Linked DNA regions of Pan troglodytes: region 2 is linked to region 1. A link is a contact called in public HiChIP or PLAC-seq data. All regions are on one chromosome and are shown on one strand. Each heading gives the region's core, a stretch centred on a gene start, on an enhancer-like site or on the middle of the called end of the contact. The rest is flanking DNA. Distances are from core to core; before and after follow the strand shown.

Region 1 (7,764 bases), core at 1,500-3,999:
TTCTGAAAAAAATAGAAAGCAATTCCCCAACAGAGAAACCAGGATGTGACTGGTGGCACGCAGCAACCGTCAACTGAATAGGAATCCACTTAGGCATCCTTTGAAGAGAGAGCTATGGGGGGAAATATAACAGGCCGGTGAACTGGTGGGTTAACACTTTCCCCGAGATGGGCCTACATGAGTAACGGCACACCAGGAATCCCCAAATCAAGGCAAAGTCATCAGCTTCCTAGTAGAATCCTTTGGTACAAGAGTGCCAGGAAACAAGGGTAGGAAAGGGAGCAAAGGCGAAAACAAAGGCCTTGTCAGGTTTTGATGACCTACAGGTGCTATGGTAGTTAATAGATGCGATGAGGACCTCAGTTTCTACTAAAGAATGCCTCCAAGCCCCAGGTGACAGCCAAGATGGCTAAAGAAACAAGCCACCAATGTGGGAGACAAACACTTCACAGGCCCTTGGTGAAGAGTGTTTGTAGGTGCGGTGGGGCAAGCAAAGCCCTCCTTCCTGGAGCCACCACCTCTTCAGCTAGCAGAGCCCAAGATCGTGCAGTCCCCTTCCCTCACTTTGCAGGTGAGAATCCCACCCTAACAGCCCTGGCCAACGAAGCCTGGATAAGAAACCAAACGAGCTGAGGGTCAGTTCAGAGTCCCTTCCATACCTCCCTCAAGCCTTACCTGGGCATGTCTCTTCCACGCCAAAGGCCTTCTGCAGGGTGAGGCCGTGTTCTCTATTTACTGGAGACTTGCATATCTGACATCCCCAGAGGTCTGAAGGACAATGAGAACCAGACCAAGCGTGATGGACCACTTGAGGCCAGGAGTTCGAGACCAGCCTGGCCAAAATGGTGAAATCCCATCTTTACTAAAATTACAAAAATTAGCTGGGTGTGGTGGTGGGTGCCTGTAGTCTCAGTACTCAGGAGGCTGAGGCAGGAGAATCGCTTGAGCCTGGGAGGCGATTGCAGTGAGCCGAGATCAAGCCACTGCACTCCAGCCTGGGCAACAGAGCGAGATTCTGTCTCAAAAAAACAAAAAACAAAAAACAAAAAAAAAACACTAAAGTGAAAACTAAAATGTCCCATCCCGAGTGGTGTGGTGTAAAGTAGCATTAGAGATAAGACGTGTTAGTTTTCATTCAACTTTTTGGTTCTGTCCATTCTGAAAATGCTAAGTATCTGTTACCTTTACAATGAATCCTAAAGAAAATGTGGTACTTAGACACAATGGAGTACTATTCAGCCATAAAAAAAGAATGAGATCCTATCATTTGCAAAAACATGGATGGAAGCGGAGATCGTTATCTTTAGTGAAATATGCCAGGCACAGAAAGGTAAATATTGCATGTTCTCACTTATTTGTGGTTATGTAAAAATCAAAACAATTGAACTCATGGACATAGAAAGTAGAAGGATGGTTACTTCTACTGTAACCAAGGCTGGGAAGGGTAGTGGAGGGTGGGGATGCTTAATGGATACAAAAAAAAATAGAATGAATAAGATCTAGTATTTGATCAAGCCACTGCACTCCAGCCTGGGCGACAGAGCGAGACTTCGTCTCAAAAAAAAAAAAAAAAAAAAAAAAAAGATCTAGTATTTGACCGCACAACAGGGTGACTATAGTCAATATAATCTAATTGCACATTTTATTTATTTATTATTATTATTTTTTGAGACAGAGTCTCACTCTGTTACCCAGGCTAGAGTGCAGCGGCGTGATCTCGGCTCAATGCAACCTCCGCCTCCTGGGTTCAAGCGATTCTCCTGCCTCAGCTTCCCGAGTAGCTGAGATTACAGGTATGAGCCACCATGCCAGGCTAGTTTTCGTATGTTTAGTAGAGATGAAGTTTCCCCATGTTGGCCAGGCTGGTCTCGAATCCTTGACTTCAGGTGATCCGCCCGCCTTTGCCTCCCAAAGTGCTAGGATTACAGACGTGAGTGAGCCACCGCGCCCGGCTGCACATTTAAAAATAACTCAAAGAGTATAATCATATTGTTTGTAACACAAAGGATAAAATGCTTGAAGGGATGGAGACCCCCATTTTACATGTGATTATTACGAACTGCATGCCTGTATCAAAATCTCTCATATACGCCATATATACACCTACTACGTACCCACAAAAATTAAAAAATTTTTAAAAATCTTAACAAATGTGATGCTGGTGGTAACTGTCACGCCCACAGAGGAGGTCTGTGAAAGCACCCAGGCACCCCCTCTCGCCCCGTGGAACCGCATCGCAAAGGTAGCTCACTGGCCCCGGTGCGGGTCCCTGGCCGACAAACCCGTAACTCACAGCAGTGACGCTTCCCGACGCCCCCCGGGCACATCCCCACAGGAACGCTACGGCGCACAGGGCATTACTGTCCCCCCACCACAACCACATAAAGAAAATGTGGGGGCTCGGTCCTCCAGTCACGCGGCGAGCAAGTGCAGCGCGGGACGCCCGAGCGCCGGGTCTAGGCGGGCTGCAGGTGCCGGCAAGTGCTGGGGCCGGGCCGCCGCGGAACCGACCTGTGCTGGGCCTCAGGCCTTGAGCCGCCCTCGGGCTGCCGTCGCCAACCCCCCAAACAGCTCGCCGCCACGCTCCCTCGCCGGGCCACCGCCCCCGGCACCCGCCCCGGAAGTAGTTGCGGGAGGGCGCGGAGCACGCCGGGAAGCTCGCGGGTCGACACCGGGACAGCTCCCGGGCGCCGTGGAATGCACACGTCCCGCACCCGGACCTTCCGGTCAGCTTCCCGGCTCGCTGTCTGATGCCCGCGGTAGCCAATGAGCTAGTGGTGTTTGACCTGCTCCGCCCCCGCCCTCCAGGGGAACCAATCCCATTGCAGGAGAGGCAGGACGCGCAAAGGCCCGAAAGAGGAGCGGGGCGGGGTGGGGGAAACGCGAAGGCAGTCTAGTAATGTAAAGCTCTGCTGAGAGGGAGAGTGCTGAAGAAGGGGACAGCCTCTGTACCTGCGGCGCGGCCCGAGGGGCGGACGCGACCGGAGTGACGCGCTGGAGGCTGTTTATAGCGCTGTCAGGACAGCGCGGGGAGTGGAGGCAGAGGCCTGAGGTGAGGGGCCTCGGGCCTGCTGCGCCTGCAGGGAGTTGAACAAAACGCGGGGAAATACGGGCTGGGGGTGGGTGAGAGGAGGAGCAATGGGCTTTCCACTTCCACAGCTTTAAAATTTAAAAGCTCGACCCGGGAGGCTGTTGGCGTCTGGTTGCCATAACAACCGGCAGCCTCGTGGCAGGCCGGCTGGGGGCGGGGCTCTGGGAACCGGGGCGGGGCTGTGGCGGGGCTAACAGGCTGCCGCTGAGAAACCCACCCCGAGACGGAGCCGGAAGGCCGTTATTCAGAGGCGGCTCCGAGCCTCCCCTTCGCCTTCTGGATGCTCCGAGCTCCTCAACTTGGCGTTCAGGGCCCTGCATTGTCTGGTCCGTTTTCACCGGAGAGTCCAGCAACTGACACTTTCTTCCCTTAAACCTGTTGGGCGGTTCATTCCTTTGAGCCACTGTACATGCTCTTCCTTCTGCCGGTAATGCCGTTCCCTCCCCTATTGTCTTGTCCGCCTGAAGGGTTTATCAGAGTCTCTGGAGGCCCTCTTCATCCCGACGATTCTGTTGCCCTAAGAAATACTGTGCCCCGAATTGCGGAACAGAGCTCTAGTTACAAAAAACACCCGCTAGCTGTGTGCACCAGATGCGTCCCCAACCCGCTGCTCCCAGTTCAGAGTGCACCAAGCACCTGCCCTATTCCCAGAAGTACAGAGGAAGCAAGCAGCCCCCAATTCACATCTCCTGCCGCTGCCCTGATTGGGGATGAACAGGCACTGACTGCAGGGCCAAAGCCACAGCGGCCTCTCGAGCTGCAGAGTTCTCCTGACACTGGCTCTAGAGGACCCTCACCCGCCAGCTCTCAAGCTCAAGCTCCCCAGCCCCCTGAATAACAGGACCATCTCCTTTAAGACTCTAAGATACAAATGCAGGGGCTGGTCAGAGTAGTGACTCCAAAAAAAAAAAAAATCACTTGGTGACTCCAAACTGTCAGCCAGGCGCGGTGGCACATGCCTGTAATCCCAGCACTTTGGGAGGCTGAGGCAAGAGGATCACTTGAGGCCAGGAGTTTGAGACCAGCCTGGGCAACAGGGAGACTCCATCTCTACCAAAAGTAAAAATATTAGCCAGATGTGGTGGTACACACCTGTAGTCCCAGTTATTCAGGAGGCTGAGGTGGGAGGATCACTTGAGCTCAGGAGGCCGAGGCTTCAGTGAGCTATCATTGTACCACTGCACTCCAGCCTGGGCGACAAAGCCAGACCCTGTCTCCAAAACAAAAAAGCAAGGTGTCTTCTGTTCCTTGGTAAAGGGCAGTAAAGGGTAGTAGGACTTGAAATTCCCCCTGATTCAGAGTCCACTGTTGCTATTTACTAAACACCCTGAGCCTATGAAATGAAGAGAATAGTTATGCTATATGGGGTATATATAAAATATACCTATATATCATTATATATCATACATATGGCATTCTATATAACATGTACATATATCTACATAGGCATATTTATATCAATACATATATTTGTATATTATTATGTATATATCACTATATACATTATATACCTGCAGGCTCCACATGTGTGCATGAGTGGGGACACACACACACACACACACACACAGAGTGCCTGGCACTAACAGGAGCTTGCATAACTAGAAGGAAACTGAGGCAGGTGGTGAGGCCTGCCAGCCTGTTTGGTCTCCTACAGCTGGTAGAGCAGCCCCTGCTCTCCTGACCTTCAGTGGCCCGGACCCTCTTCCATCACCCTGTGTGCCCCACAGAGCTCCCCGGATGATGGTGCACTAAGAAGGCATCTGGAAGCCTGGGCCCTCATGGCATCCAACGGTGAAGGCATGGCACCCTCACTGGGCTCTCCCTGGGCCTCCCAGATGGGGCCCTGGGATGCCATCCTCAAGGCTGTCAAAGACCAGCTCCCGTCTCTGGACTCAGACTCCTCTTTGGTAAGCAAGAACTCTCTCCCTGGATGCCTTGTCCTTCCTACCAGAGCAGGCATGACGCTGGCCAGGACAGCTTTGGAGCACTTCACTCTGAAGACTTTTCCTGCTGACCTGTGCAGTTTGTTGACATTTTACTTTAAATCACATGGCCAGACTCAAAGTTGTGTTTTCTGGGTGCCTATTTCCTTCTTTACTCTTTCTTCTGCCTTGATTGTCATCTCTGAGCATGGGTATTGGTGCTCAGCATCTTGGGAGGCCCTTTCAGTGGAGTTTTTGGCGCTGACTTGGAACCCAGGTCAACTCGATGCAGAAGCTCTGTCCTTTCCATTCTGCTATTCTCCACTCTCTCGGGCCAGGACAGGGCCAGAACACCCACTGAGAATGCACAATTCCAGTGCATTGTGATAAGCCTTCGAGGGATTCTGCATTTGTGGTTTGGGGTCCCTGAAATGGCCCTCAAAGACGCTCAGACCAATAGCCCTAGGTGCAGGTGTAAGACCCTGCTAAAGATGCTCCTGGCGGGGGCTGCTCAGTGCACAGGTTGGCACTGGGCGTTAAGAGACAGTATGAGGGTTTTAAAAGGAACGGGCAGGGTTTGGGTCCTACCTGGGCACCAGCAACAGAGCTTCAGGGACCTCAGACGTCATCCAGTGCATGACGAGGCTAAGGAGAACCTAAGGGGACCCCATGCCTCAGTGCTCAGGGTGTTTTCACACCTTCAGTCTCATTTGAGAGTATGAGCCCCAACCCCTTCAGGAAGACAAACTAAGCTGTGTAAGTGATGGCTCAAGGTCACAGGGGATGGGGAGGGCTGGACCCTGCTCTTTCAGCTACCACCTCACTGCCCTGTTCATGTCACACAAGGCATTAATGAAGCACTTGCTGTATGCGAGGTACTTGCAGAACCAGGATCCCCAGTCTCACCTCCACGAGGTTGTGCTGCCAAGCCGATTTCTAAACGGTGGCAAGAAGCCGCGCACGGCAAGGCTGACTGGGAGAGAACCAGATCTCCCCCAGGCTCCTGAGCAGCAGGGCTGGATGGGCTGGACGGGCTGGGCGGGCTGGGCTGGAAGTGAGAGTGGAGAGTGGAGAGCGGGGGTGGCTAGGCCCTCAGGGCTCTGCCTGCTGCCTTGTCCTCCAAAAGCCCTTTCATTTGTCCGCAGTCGGACTATGGGGAAGAGGAGCTGTTCATCTTCCAGCGAAACCAAACCTCCCTGATTCCAGACCTGTCGGAGGAGCTGGCTGAAGATCCTGCCGATGGCGACAAGTCCAGGGCCTGGGTCGCTGCAGCTGAAGAGTCCCTTCCCGAGGTCTGTGGGACACAGAAGAGTGTACGCCTGTGTGTGTGCAATGTTAGTCTAAACTGACTGGTCTAAACCACTGTTCTAGCATTTCCACGATACCTGGTCCTTTTTTTTTCCCCCCCCATGTACAACCCAAGGTATTCAGATGCCCAACATCTAACCTCCACGCACCTCCCTCTCCTGGGGAGCCCGGCACCTTAGGGCTGGCATGCACACTTGATTTTCCATCCGATTTTGACCCTTCTCTTCTTCTTGATCGCTCCTATCCTGTTCTCTACCATGGCATCCTGAATAGCTTCTGGCCGTTGTCACGACTGCTTGTCCTAAATGTCTCTCCCTTAACCCAGCTGGCTTCATGGCTACCTGGCTCATCCCAGCACCTGGCAAGTACACAGGAACTCTGGTTTACTAAACTGCTAAACTACACTGCTACAGGCTACAGTGGGGAGTGGGAGGGAGGAAGATGGCCCATCAGTGCCTGAGCAAGCACACAAGCTGGACCTCGTGGGAGGGACAACCCAGGAGACAATGAGCAAATGTGGACTAAGCGTGCCAACGCAGGCCTGTGTTGCCAGTGCTGGAGGCTGAGACAGAGGTTCCCATGAGGCCAGGAGTTTGAGACCAGCCTGGGCAATACAGCAAGACCCCATTTCTGGCCGAGCACAGTGGCTCACGCCTGTAATCCCAGCATTTTAGGAGGCCAGTATGGGTGGATCACTTGAAGTCAGGAGTTTGAGACCAGCCTGGCCAACATGGTGAAACACTATCTCTACTAAAAATACAAAAATTAGCTGGGCATGGTGGCAGGTGCCTGTAATCGCAGCTACTCCAGAGGCTGAGACAGGAGAATCGCTTGGACCCGGGGGAGCAGAGGTTGCAGTGAGCCAAGATCACACCACTGCACACTCCAGCCTGGGCAACAGAGTGAGACTCCATCTCAAAAAAAAAAAAAAAAAAGAAAAGAAAAGAAAACAGTGTAGAGGCACTAACCCACTTCCAAAATGGAGACGGGGCCTAGCTCCAGCGTAACTTCTCTCAGGTGTTCTGCTGAGAACAATTAACCTACCGAATGGGAGGGCATGGGCACTGAACCAGATCATCTCCCAGAACCAGGACATGCCCCCACCCATCACCTTGAAGGAAATCTCCCATCAGCCCAGCCATTCCTAGACCTAGGTTTGAAATAACCCCACACAAGAGAGATCCCTAGGGCAGCTAAGAACTCTGGTGGGTTCAGGTGGAACAATTTGCATGTGATTTTATTTTGCTTCTTCATTTCTACAATCAATTACTTCAGAAACTCTTCTGGATGATTTTTTCTTGTTTTTTTTTTTTTTGTAATGTGGGATCTCTACTAAAAAATTAGCTGGGTGTGATGGTGTGCCTGTGGTCCCAGCTACTCAGGAGGCTGAGGTGGAAGGATGGCTTGTACTCCAGCTTGGGGTATCAATTTCTGAGCCCCAAC
Region 2 (7,764 bases), core at 2,375-4,874, 220 kb after region 1:
CTCCCAAACTGTTGGGATTACAGGCATGAGCCACTGTGCTCGGACCATTTTGCCACAGTAAAATTAAGCTGGGGACCGTACCCTGCTTGCTGCATCTTCTACAGCTTCAGAGCCATCCCAGGGCCCATTATGTATTCCAGGGTCTTAACCCCCATTATCAATGTCACACTGAGCCATTCAATTCAGGACATTCCCAGCAGGATGCCTTTCAGGAACATCTGCCTTTGGATGGGGTCCAGAGTTTTACTCAAACAAATGCATCACTAATGGTTGAATCTTCTCTGGCAGTGGCCCATCTGCTGGGAAGACAATCAGAGACATGGGGTGGTTTCTGGGGTTCCCAAAACCCACCTCCTCAAAAGTCAGCATTGGCTGGGTCATTCTTGCAGGGCAGGTGGGAAGCAGCAGATAGAGGCTAAAGATCCTGCCCTGGGACTGAGTTCATGCCCAGCACCCCTGGGGAATCAGCCTATCCTTGCAGCGCCTTCTTGTCCTGGAGCCAGGGTGCCTGGAGATCTTGCAGTTCAGGGCTTGGAATTCACATCTTCCCGGAGCATCAGCTGCAGCTCTAGGAGAAGAAGTCATTGGAGAACGAGAGTCCTGGGTTTCAGTTCCTTACTAGCTGTGTGGCCTTGGGCAAGTTATTCAGTCTCTCTGTGCCTTGTGCCTTAGTTTCCTTACGTGTAAGATGAGGATTAAAATAGTTTTGACTGTATATGGGCTTTTAATTGAGATGAAAGCCACGTAACAGAAAATTAATCATTTTAATATTGTGGCCCTAATTCAGTGGCACGTGCATTTGCAACGTTGTGCAACCACCACCTCTATCACATTCCAAGACATTTTCATTGCTCTGGGGTTGCTTTGAGGATTAAATGCATTCGTGTTCGTAAAGCTTTAGAATGGTGCTAGGTATAGTAAGCGCCAATGGAGTGTCAACAAGTGGTAGGAATAATTAGTAGAACAGTAATAATAGGCAACTGGGCCAGGTGTGGTGGCTCATGTCTGTAATCCCAGCACTTTGGGTGGCTGAGACGGGTGGATCACCTGAGGTCAGGAGTTTGAGGCCAGCCTGGCCAACATGATGAAACCTGTCTCTACTGAAAATACAAAAATTAGCCAGGTGTGGTGGCAAGCGCCTGTAATCCCAGCTACTCGGGAGGCTGAGGCAGGAGAATCGCTTGAACCTGGGAGGCGGAGGTTGTAGTGAGCCGAGATTGCGCCACTGCACTCCAGCCTGGGTGACAGAGCAAGACTCCATGTAAAAAAAAAAAAAAAAACCCGCAAAACCCAAAAAAAGCTGGAGTGAGTGTTGGTGGCGTTATTAATTCCCTTCCCTGGGGCTGGAGGAGGAGGGAGTGGGGTTCTCACTCCCCTCCAGGCCCCAGTTTCCACTTTGAGCTCTCTGTACCCGCAGGGCTGTCACACCTCTGTCTCCCACGCAGAGTCATTGTCCTCCCTCAATGTTGGGCAGCAGGAGAGGCGGACTTAACGCCTTTCGTGGTGGTAACAGCAGCTAACGGTGTTAACGTTCACTTTGCTCTGTGGCGATGCCTGGGCAGAGCTGGGCATTTCCTGGATGAGCCCGGGTTAGGAGAGTCATCCCTGGATCCCATGTCCCCCACCTACTCACCCTTGTGTTACTCCAGGAGCCATGGGCTATCATTTGCTGCCACCTTGCGACAGGGATGGGAACTTTGTGTCCCATTTCCGCCCTTGATTACCCAAGCCAAGAGTGTGCTGGGCACCTGCTGCCTGCCTGCCAGGTCCCCAGTAAGATCCTTCCCAACATGCGGGCAGCTGAATAAGGCAGCCACTGCCCCTGCCCTCAGGGAGCTCACAGTCTCCTGAGAGAGACCTCCAGGAACCCACAGATACATAAAACGAATAAATGCAATATTAGAATGTGATGCAGGCTAGGAAGGGCAGAGAGGTGGTTTTCACAGGGTGCAGTGACATACTCTAAATATATCAGGGGTTGTCCATCTCCCTGGCCACCTCTGACTTCCCCTGCTTGAAGGGGTGAATTCACCCCACGCTGGCACGTAGTAGGTGCTCAGTAAATGTTGAATGAGTGAATACATGGATGACAGCACTGTCCAGAGCCAATTTCTTGGCTCTTGTAGGCTAAACAGATGAGGAGTGGCAAGGCAGGACTTCTGGGAGCAAGGTTGGTCCCCTGGGAGTCCTGGGAGGGCTGAAAGGGGTTAAGTGTGAGTTAAAATGAGAGTGATGGACAAATGTCACTCTCCCAAGGGAGGCCCCCTTACTCCCTGTTTTATTTATTTATTTACTTATTTATTTTGAGACAGAGTCTTGCTTTGTTGCCCAGGCTGGAGTGCAGTGGCCAGGTAACAGCTCACTGCAGCTTTGAACTTCTGGGCTCAAAGGATCCCCCTGCCTCAGCCTCTTGAGGAGCTGGGACCACAGGCACGTGCCAACACGCCTGGCTAATTTTTTTTTTTTTTGCGACCGAGCTTTGTTCTTCTTGCCCAGGCTGGAGTGCAATGGCGCAGTCTCGGCTCATTGCAACCTCCGCCTCCTTGATTCAAGCGATTCTCCTGCCTCAGCCTCCCGAGTAGCTGGGATTACAAGTATACGCCACCATGCCCGGCTAATTTTGTATTTTAGTAGAGACGGGGTTTCCTCATATTGGCCATGCTGTTCTCGAACTCCTGACCTCAGCTGATCTGCCCGCCTTGGCCTCTCAATGTGCTGGGATTACAGGCGTGAGCCACCGCGCCCTGCCTAAACGAAAAAAAAATTTTTTTGTAGAGATAGGGTCTTGCTATGTTACCCAGGTTGGTCTCCAACTCCTGGGTTCAAGCGGTCCTCCCGCTTCCGCCTCCTAAAGTGTTTGGATTACAGGCGTGAGACATGGCGCCCGGCTTCTTACCTGTTTTAAATTGTCCTTTCTCTCCGCTGGCTCCTTGAGCCCCTTTCCTGCTTATTTTTCTCTCGTGAGAGTTTTTCACCACCTCACACATCATATATTTGCCTTATTTATTGAGTGTCTGTCTCCCCACCGTAGTATAAACTCCACGAGGGCAGGGATTCGTGCGTGTGGCTCACCGGCGGCTCTCCAGCGCCTGGACAGGGCTGACCCCCAGCAGGCGCTCTGTGAAGGTGTGCAGAGTGGGCGAAGGTGCATGCGCGGGCCGTGGGGCGGGGACAGGTGGAGGAGCCAGTCAGACCCAAGTGCAGCGGGACGAGGGCGAGGTTAATCTGAGCAAGAAAAGCGTAAACTGTGCTTATCTACAAATGTAAACAGTACTGTCGGCCAGACGCAGGGTCCGGGGCGGATCGGCCCGGACTCAGGGTCCGCTTGGAGGCAGAGCTAGATTAGGGCGGGGTCGTCCTGTGGCCGACCATTCCAGAGGCTGAGGACCTTGGAGGGCGGGGCCAGTGAAGGGGGAGGGGACTTCCTGAGGTATGACCAATCTAGAGAAAGGACTGGGCTGAGGGCGTGGTCAAACGAGAGACATCTAAAAACAAGGGGCGGGGCTAGAACCAGGGGGGAGTTCGCCTGGGGCGGGGCCAGAGTGGGGCGGGACAAGTTAGGGGGCGGGGCCAACCTGGGCGGGGCCATGGCCGGGGACGTGGGCGGGGCCCGGTCAGGGGCGGGGCCAGGCCAGGATCTCCGCTGTCCCGGGTCCTGGAGCTCTCTCGGCCCGGCAGGTCTCGCTCCCGCCCCTCCGGCCTTCCACAGCGTTCCTTTTTGCAGGGTGTTCAAGGCGGGACACACCAGGCTAGCGAGCCGCGATCGGGCCCCGCCTCAGGCGCTGCGCTCCAGGCCAGGCGGGCGCGGGAGCCCGTAAGCGCTCAGCTCGCGAGCCAGGCGGGCTTCCAGGGCACTTCCCCTAGGCTGCATTCCCAAAGGCTCCCGAGGGCGAGGGTGAGCAAAGCTGCGGGGACCTGTGTGTGCGAGTGCCTCTACGTGTGTGTACGTGTGTCTGCATGTGCGCACGGGTGTGTGTGCGTGTGTGCACGTCTGTGCACACCAGGGGAATTGCGTGCGTGGAGTTGGGCAGGTGCGTGTTTCAGGGTGTGTGTGCAAAGTTGGAGGCGTGTGCAAAAGCAGTCCCGTGTGGGAGGGAAACCTGCGTGTGTGCATGTGTGTGATAGAGACAGTGCTGTGAAATGTGGTGAAGGCTGTGTGTGTATTTCAGGGTGTCTGGGAGGAAAATGGGAGGGCAGGTGCAAGGAGACTTGGGGGTGGGCTGTAGGCCAGCAAGTCTGTGGCAAGCTGCGGGGTGCATGCGTGAAGAGAACCGTGGGAGTGTAAGAATTGCAAATGTGTGTGTGTCTGTGTGGGTGGCCGTAAGGCTTCTGGGGGCCCTCAGTGTGAAGGGGTGGGGGTAGAGGAAAGTTTGGGGGTGCTGACTGCTCTTGGAAGGCTGAGCGTGGTCTGGGGCCATGGCTAATGACAGGGAAGCTGTTGGGGCTTGGCCTGGAGTAATTTGGGGGTAATATCAGCCTTCTCAATTTGAAGGCTGGGGAGCTGTGTGGGTGGGGCCAGGGGCTGCCCCTTACACTTGGTGGGTGGTGTCCCTGCTTCCCGAGGTGGGAGCTGCAACCTCACCAGTCACTCCTCACCCCAGGCTCCGTGCACACCCCTGCCTGGTGACCTCCATTGGTGCTCCAGCGTGAACATGGTGCAGAGATACCAGTCTCCTGTCCGAGTCTACAAGTATCCGTTTGAGCTGGTCATGGCGGTGAGTGACTCCTGATTCTTGGGCCCCCATGTGACAGTTGGAGGGACTTGAGATCAGCTATGGCGGTAGGAAGACGGAGCTCCTTAGACTCCCAGATCAGAAGGAATTAGTGAGTTACTCAGCTGACGTGGTGGGTTTAACTTCTAACCAGTGACCCCTCTGTCCAACCATCCTATCCTCGGCCCAGTGACCAAAACACAAAGTCTTTCTTCCTTCTCCTTGTTGAAGCTGACCTGCTCCCTTACTTTAGACTCTCCTGATAGAAAGCAAAGGTATCAGGGGCCAAGCCACTGCCGTCATTTCATATAATGGCATATCACAGTGATAAATGGAATGGTGGTGATAATGACAACAGCTGTTTATTGAATGTTTACAGCACTGTCTTAACAGATGATGTTTCTTCCAATTCCCGATAGCTGTTATTTTCCCATTTAACCTCCATGAAACTGAGGCTTTGACAGGTGAAGGGATGACACCAAGTTCTATATCTATGCAGAAGTGGAGTCGGGGCTGAGATCCCCACAGAGGAGACTCTAGAACCTCACATTTGACCACAGAGCCCTCCTTCTGCTCACAGACCCCCTTCCCTCCCCTTCAAGGAAGCTGACACTGGGACGAGAGAGAGAATGAGTGGGTAGGTTTGCTTTGTGATGTACTCTGTGTTGTGCAGCAAGTCAGTTGGAGGCCTAGAATTGGCTGCCAGATCCTTGGCCCCCAGGATCACTGGTCTTTGCACCCTGGGGGCAGAAGCTGGACATAGGTGGATGTGGAATTCCTTCTTGGCTCCATCCCTCTGCCTCTCAGCTTCACTTCCCTGCTCAGTAACATGGGGACAATGCTATGAGGTTGCGGGGAGGAGTAAACGAAATAGTTCTTGGTGCTCCTTGCGGTGTGCCGGGCACACAGTAGGAGCTCACAAAATATGCTGTCGCTGTTATTACACCGAAGTCTTGTAAATTAATGTATTGAAAGTGTAAGAAACATTAGCATCCACCCCCATCTGTCCCACCCCAGCACTGACTGCTTAACCCCAGCCTTCTATCCAGGGACTTTCATATCTCTTGGTGGCTGTGTGTGCCTGTGTGTCCAGTCCTGTCTTATTCTATGAATCTACATGCATATATGTTTATTGTCACACAGAGGATTTAAAAGCATCACCAAAATCATCCACATACCTTGTGCTGTTACAGGCAGATGGTTCTAGGACAGCAAAGAGGCAGGAACTGGCTTAGGGTCATATTCTAGCTCCCAAATTGACTAGCTGAGTGACTGTGGGGCAAGTCACTTCACCTCCATGAGCCTCCACTCCCCATCACCAAAATGGGAATCTCCTGGCTTCCAAATCCTGGTGTCATGCTGTGGATTAAATGAATCAATGTGTATAAAGCTCCTGGTACAGGGCTGACGCAGACCAAATGCTCACTGAGATCCAGCTATGATTGTTACTGTTTTTGCAAGTGGCTGAGTGACTTTGCTTCTGCATAATGGGAGTGGAACACCAGGGGATGGTGAAGAGATCCAGGGATGTGAATTCAGATGCCTTAGGGTTCTGCTGTGCTCTGCCATGCTCTGGTTGTATGTTTTTAGAAAGTTGCTGAACTTAAGCCGGGTGCAGTGGCTCACACCTGTAATCCCAGGGCTTTGGGAGGCCGAGGTGCGTGGATCACAAGGTGAGGAGATCAAGACAATCCTGTCTAACATGGTGAAACCCCAACTCTACTAAAAATACAAAAAAAATTAGCCGGGCATGGTGGCATGCACCTGTAGTCCCAGCTACTCGGGAGGCTGAAGCAGGAGAATCTCTTGAACCCAGGAGGCAGAGGTTGTAGAGAGCCGAGATTGCACCGCAACACTCCAGCATGGGTGACAGAGCGAGACTCCTTCTCAACAACAACAACAACAACAAAAGTTGCTGAACTTTTCTGAGCCCCATTTTCTTTTACTTTTTCGAGACTGAGTCTCGCTCTGTTGCCCAGACTGGAGTGCAGTGGTGCCATCTTGGCTCACTGCAACCTCTGCCTCCCAGGTTCAAGCCATTCTCGTGCCTCAGCCCCCTGAGTAGCTGAGATTACAGATGCACACCAGCATGCCCAGGTAATTTTTGTATTTTCAGTATAGACGGGGTTTCATCATGTTGGCCACGCTGGTCTTGAACTCCTGACCTCAAGTGATCCACTAGCCTCGGCCTCCCAAAGTGCTGGGATTACAGGGGTGGCTCACTGCATCCGGCCCCTATTCATATAGCCTTAAGTGCTACATTCATGGGCATGGCTTATTTTCAAGTGCAATGATTGTAAATATTTTCAGAACCCTAAACGTGACAAATTAAGTTGGAATTTATTAAGCACATGCAGTAGATGGTTTTCCATCCTATAGTTAATGTGTCTCAGATTCATGGCAGAGAACCATGGGTCCTTGGACTGTCAGAGAAGGGTGGGGACAATTTCTCTCTTCTTATGAATGAATGAACAAGTGCTTGGGTCTTAGAACATGTGAGCTGCCAGAGCCTTAAACTAAGGGTGATTATTTATGTTTATCGACCACTTATTGTCACTTGGTAGGACTGGGCCCTGTGCGAGGCAAACAGACACACACACACACACAATCACTTTTCATCTTCATGACAACCTTATGAGGCGCATATAGGCATACAGTCATCCCCATTTCACAAATAAAGAAAATGGCGGCTGGGTGCTTATTCATAGAATAAGACAGGACTGGACACACAGTCCTGCACTTGAGCCTAGGCAACAGAGCGAGACTCTGTCTCAAAAAAAAAAAAAAAAAAAAAAAAAAAGAAAAAAAGAAAAGAAAACAAAAACAACAGAAAAACTATATGAATAGGACTAGTAATGTACTCGCATTGCCTGTATTGGGTATGTTAAACATATTTTGTAAGCTTCATGTTCCACAAATGAAGGCAGGGCTCCATTTACTCCCTTTGCTGTTGAGTCTCTAGGTACTGACACCTGTGGGTAAAGTGAAAAAAAGGCTTTCAAATCTATATTATCTGTGGCCAGATATGGTGGATCATGCCTGTAATCCCAAC

The links. HiChIP or PLAC-seq counts read pairs in DNA pulled down with a chosen protein or histone mark.
Region 2: an H3K4me3 HiChIP or PLAC-seq map of stem cell-derived excitatory neurons shows a contact between it and region 1, with 9 times the contacts expected there. The contact joins the promoter of SEC14L5 here to the promoter of ANKS3 in region 1. A contact is called at or near these places in 1 of 7 Hi-C or Micro-C datasets (stem cell-derived neural progenitor cells) and 1 of 1 datasets of contacts at active chromatin or transcription factors (stem cell-derived excitatory neurons).

Annotation. Positions count from the first base shown.
Region 1 is chr18:7,379,767-7,387,530 of NHGRI_mPanTro3-v2.0_pri, forward strand. It overlaps ANKS3 (ankyrin repeat and sterile alpha motif domain containing 3), which reads right to left and starts at 2,750. Exons shown (of 17, transcript XM_016929335.4): 1 at 2,512-2,750. It also overlaps a transcript of ZNF500 not described here.
Region 2 is chr18:7,600,409-7,608,172 of NHGRI_mPanTro3-v2.0_pri, forward strand. It overlaps SEC14L5 (SEC14 like lipid binding 5), which reads left to right and starts at 3,625. Exons shown (of 16, transcript XM_016929366.3): 1 at 3,625-3,895; 2 at 4,602-4,715. The coding sequence starts at 4,653.